Linked DNA regions of Mus musculus: region 1 is linked to region 2. Evidence: chromatin contacts called from public Hi-C data. All regions are on one chromosome and are shown on one strand. The core of a region is the stretch at or near the end of the contact, and the rest is flanking DNA. Distances in the headings are between cores, read along the strand shown.

The links. A called contact is a pair of places that touch in the nucleus more often than the background predicts.
Region 1: a Hi-C map of myocytes shows a contact between it and region 2, with 4 times the contacts expected there. The contact joins two enhancer-like sites. A contact is called at or near these places in 2 of 484 Hi-C or Micro-C datasets (cortical neurons and myocytes).

What each region holds. Positions count from the first base shown.
Region 1 is chr1:21,613,474-21,616,173 of GRCm38.p6, forward strand. The region is part of intron 1 of Kcnq5 (potassium voltage-gated channel, subfamily Q, member 5); the gene reads right to left. Among named protein-coding and RNA genes, the nearest start is that of Khdc1b, 230 kb to the left of the region's middle. Within about 2 kb of position 1,363, at least 24 of the 459 cell types and tissues checked have an H3K27ac peak or open chromatin away from gene starts, as enhancers often do. A contact at or near this core is called in myocytes, where this site is marked.
Region 2 is chr1:21,485,006-21,487,705 of GRCm38.p6, forward strand. Kcnq5 (potassium voltage-gated channel, subfamily Q, member 5) reads right to left here. Exons shown (of 14, transcript NM_023872.3): 6 at 2,218-2,328. Among named protein-coding and RNA genes, the nearest start is that of Khdc1b, 100 kb to the left of the region's middle. Within about 2 kb of position 1,361, at least 4 of the 459 cell types and tissues checked have an H3K27ac peak or open chromatin away from gene starts, as enhancers often do. A contact at or near this core is called in myocytes, where this site is marked.

The DNA.
Region 1 (2,700 bases), core at 113-2,612, 130 kb after region 2:
ACATGCTACATAGGTGTTAGTGCTAAAATTTACTATATACAAATGACCAATGCTTATATCCAGCCTAAATTCTATACACACCTTCCCAGGGTACAAAGAATGAGAAGGATGAAAAAAAAGATACTTTTCAAGCTGTTGTTTTAAAAAAATATCTCTGTAGTCTAAAAAGCAATCAACTTGGTCACTTTCAAACCTGAAATTGATTTTGGTGCAGGAGAGATGGCTCAGCAGTTAAGAGCATTTGCTATTCTTGCAGAGCATCCAGGTTCAGTTCCTAGCACCTACATGGTGGTTCCCAAATATGTAACTCTAGTTACAAAAATTCTGACACATGTGGCCTCTTCCCCTGACATTGGACACACAGACACACACACACACACCACCACCACCACCACCACCACCACCATCACCAAAAATTATAAATCTTTAAAAAACTTGTATCTTTCATTTTGGCACAAAAAGTTTAACAACTATCAAGGATAGTTAAAATATGGTTTAAAATAAGTCTTTCAAAACAAGGGTGAGAAAAGTAAACATAAACAATGATCCTTCTTACTGAAAGCAAAGAGCAGTTGGAAACTCCAGGTGGCTATTTTCAGCTCCCACCTCAAAGCCTGCTGTCAGGTATGTCATCATCACATACCAACTGGGTGAGTAGCCAGAGGGAAACATGTCAGCGAGACCACATTGTTTATTCTCATTCCTGTGGCCTGCTGTACTGGAGAAGGAATACAGAGCAGGTGCTGCTCAAGTTTACAGCGTGGGTTGATCTTGGTACTTCAACTTATTTTTGGCTACTTTAGTACCTTTCATCATTTTTGAAAATATTGCACCCATATTTATGTGTGATTATAGAAGCCAGTTTTTTTTTTCTACAGATATCACGACTCAATCTTGAAGGTAAATGCTAATGACTTCTGGGAAAAATTTATTGATTATCAGAATAGGTTCTGATGGTTCTCAAACAAGAATTCAACATTAATAACACAGAGATTCACAACTTGGTCTGGGTTCCTAGAAATCACTGTTTATAGTTTTACCTTGCCCATCTAACTAGTCATCAAGAACAGCAATTTAGGAGCTATAATTACAGTCTCTTTCTCCTTATCCACTGTTCTGCTTAGAGTTGGCTGTACTTCCAATTTTAAACCTTTGCCCTCCTTTGAATCTGTTTTTTTCTCATCAGCTCAGATCATAAACATCTTTCTGTTCTACATGTTCAGCAGATAGAACTTGCTCTCAAAGATTGAAAAACTGTCACACAGTCCTGATTTTGCATTTCCTAACCCCCCCTTCTATCCCACATAGAGGTTTAGTATCCAATTGGCATGATTGCTCACTACAGTAAGTAATTTCACAGGAAGGATATGGGATGGATTATGAAATACTTGAAAACAGTTGAAGGCTGGGGCTGGCACTTCTGCTGAGCCTGATGACCTAAGTTTCTTTCCTGGGACCAGAAAGATGGAAATAACTGACTTTTGTAAGTTGTTTTCTGACCTCCATCACTCGAGTATGCATGCACGTGCACACACACACACACACACACACACACACACACACACACACACACACACACACAGAGAGAGAGAGAGAGAGAGAGAGAGAGAGAGAGAGAGAGAGAGAGAGAGAGAGAACACAGTAAATAAATATGTTAAAAACAAAAAAGTTGAAGTCATTATTCACTAAAATCTTTATGGGGCAATGAATGTATCTGTCCCAGAGAAGGTTATGAAATTGAGGGGTAGTGCATAAAATCCTAAGAGCGGTGCCATTATATCTATAGCAGTTCATTTCCTTTGCATGAAGGGAGTCTAATGGAAAACTTCATAACTGCAGGCATCCTATTCTGTCATTTCTGACAGGAGTAACGTTAAAATTTTGCTCCATTTAATAAATTGTACAATAGGAGAAATGGCTGATCCTAGGCATATTTTTGGCCTTATGCACCTTCCTCTAAATTCTGTAAGACAAAAACTAAAAATCATAAAGGAAGAAATCAGATCTCATTCACTCATTAATTAACTTCTCCAATTTCCTTCTAAAATAAGAAGCTTCCAGGGCATAACGGAAGTTTTCTGTTGAAATCAGCTGTTGGTAGTCCCTGCTGTCACTCATGCCAGTTACTGAGTTTCACAGGGAGGTACAGGGCTAATACAGCATGGAGAAGACTTTTCTCAAAGTATTCATCCATGGCTCATAGTGGCTTTATCCTAGTCTCCAAATCTAGCTAAGGGTTTCAAATTAAACTCAGTCAATTTTCTATTTTCCTAATGGAATTTTAGCTTAGTTATAAATATTTGAAGGTTGTCCAATATGTAAGGGAGAGGGGTACCTTTCAAAGTATTGGTCTTGGTTTCATGATTAATAGGCAAAATAAAGTTTCTGATTTTATGTTAATGTGGACTCTATGACTTCAGTTTATTAAGCCTGTCTGGTGTAACAAAGAAGGAAGTAAATAATGTGTTTATGAGGCGACAGGAGACTTCAGTAGGTCTTGGGATGGGAAAGAACAGCAGAAGAAAATATGGAAACTTCTCCAGTTGGCTGAGTGAAAAAGTGATTCATTGCTGAACTGTGCCCTTCCCTCTCTGCCTAGCATGTGGTCCTAGGCAGACTCCTAATCTCCTTAGGACTGACACCTATTTTCTATAGAAGCAGCTGACCTGCAGAAGATCCAACCTACTTCTAGAAAAGTTT
Region 2 (2,700 bases), core at 111-2,610:
GTCTCTGACCTGTAACCTAACACAACAACATAGTTTAACTTCCCTGTAATGACTCAGAGTTTCATTTCAGGATCCTTGCCTTGTACTGTGGGATCCTGACAATTTATCTAACTGACCCTGAGTCTTCACATATTTGAACAATTATCTCTGCTTGCTTATTGCAGAATTTCATTTCCTGCCCTTGCTGCTACTGCTAGTTTCCAACGTCTCTTCCTGTGCAGTGCCTTTTCTGCTGGCCTCTACTGTATATTTTAACAGTCCATTCATCTCAGTGACCTCAGAGTAAATATAAACTTAAAACAGCAGGTATTTTGTGATACTGCTTTCTGGGGGTGGGGGTGGGAGGAAGAAACTGAAGACTGAATTTTACTGTTTCCAAAGATATCTTTTTCTGTGGGGAATCTGATGATTGAGTCTTTCTCTGTTCTTTTCCAGGTTGCTGAGACAACCATAAAAGCTGACTTTGGGCTGGATGTAGTGGCTCTGTAGCCTTGTCAAGACAGCCAGAATTACACAGAGAACCCCTGTCTTAAACAAACAAACAAACAAACAAACAAACAAACAAAAGGAATTTACTTTTGATATGGGAGATTCTTCCCTGTCTGCCTTATATTACCATTTGGGTCTGGAAACATATATTTTTATATTCTTATAAATTAGGGAGAGTTTTTTTGTAGTTTTCCTCACAGTAATCACTTGATTTATATTATCACATTGTTCACTCTAGTACTTACCTGGACTCAACCAGTCCTTATCATAAGACTTCTTTCACTATTTTAATGAAGAAATATACTAAAAAAAAAAATCACTGATCTGAATTGTGTCTCCACAAATTCATATGCTCCTTGTAGTTCAGAATGTGAGTTATTTGAATACAGGGAGGGTCCTCACCAGAGGTAATCAAGTTAGGATGAGGTCATCAGAAGGGGACCTAATCATACAAATGCTGTCCTTATAAGATAAATGAATCTGGATATAAATATTGTCAGGACATATAAAGGGATGGCCCTCCCTCAGCATCTCAAGAATGGAGGCTCAGACAGCGTGCTCCCTCTTAGAGCTCTTAGAGGGAACGTGCTCTGGTAATTCCTGGGTCTCAATTTCTAGGCTCTGATAGCCATGAGACTAATTTCTATTGTTGAGTCCCCCAAGTCTGTGATACCTGGTCAAAGTGGTCCTAGCACACTAATATCGTTACACAGTTAGGAAGAAATGTAAGTCAAATTGAGGCATAATATCCTAGTACGTACATAGTCTGTGCAGTCTCCTGCCACGGTTTTGAGTGGGGTGGGCCTGAACCAGCTGGCCAGTGGAAAGTTGGGACCTGAGTGTGGGAAGGGCAGGAGTGTCCTCTGAGGTCATTTACTGTCAAAGGACAAGAACTGTGATCTAATGTCTGTGGTACTGAATACCCCCATCTGACCTCAGTGTACTCAGCTTTCTCTGGCATGTGCTCTCAGGTTTCAGTTTGGCAGAGGTGGCACATGGCATGCCTGCTGCCTGGAAAACGAGGAGACTATTTTTCTTCCGCACACCTGTTGTGGCTGACCCTCAGTTCTTACTGTCAGCTCCCTGATGCCCAGCTCCACCTCAGATGGAGAGGCCCAAAAAAAAAAAAAAATGATGTCCGGAGGGAAGAGGCAAACGGTAACATCATGTCCTACTGCCTTTAAAGAAACAAGAGGCTAAAATGACCAGAAAGTCAAGCCTCGCCCTTTGAAGAGAAACTAATCAGGAGTCCAGAGGGAGATAAATGTGTTCTTCATTCTGACAAAATGCAGAAACTGCTCATAAAGAAAAAAAAGAATCAATGGCTGTGACACTGGTATAAATCATCTGACACATTTACAACACTTATGCTTCTCATTCAAGTGTTTGGGGAGAAGAAAGAACTCCTGTGAACATCTATCTTTCCATTTGTGTACATTATAAACCAAATTGCAGTAATTAGTTTAAATGAAGCTATCTTTAAATCTTTATAAACATTTAAGATGGATCACTGGCATGTTGATGAAAACAATCTAAATTATTTGTTTATACAGATCTAGCCAGTATTGGAGATTCAGGATACTATTTTATACATCATCTACCTGGATGCACTTAGAAAGAAAGCAACATTTATTAGAATAGTAGTGTAGGTCAATGCAATAGATTCGTTCCTCAGAACACTAATGTGTGAGAACCTAGTTGAAGCAGCTTTGTTAAGACGATACTCACAGCAGGAAGTGCAAAGAAAGAAATGCCAAGGAGTGCGAAGCCTGCAGAGAGCAGTCTTCCCAGCCACGTTAGGGGTGTTTTGTCTCCATAGCCAATGGTTGTCAGTGTGATCTGGAAACAAAGTCAACAGAACATCCAGCTTAAGTACTTGAGAAGGAAGTTAGGACCTAGGAATGGGAGACAAAACAGTATCTCCACTAAATCATGATGCAAGAAGTCTTGCTGGCACATTCTCTTCCTGCACTTTAACTTTCCATGACGCATAACAGCACTTCTCTTTGTTTAAGGGAAGGAATAACCTGCATATTTTGTCCTCCCTTTTAATACAGTCTCCAGTTTGTCCATGTGTATTCAAAGGCAAGTTGTTGGGGTAAGAAGATTATCTTCCCTGATATGGAAGAGATAGCGCTGGGGGTTTATAAGTTAATGCCCCAATCAATGATTTATTTAATAAGACTGTTTATTATTTTCTTAAAGCCTTAA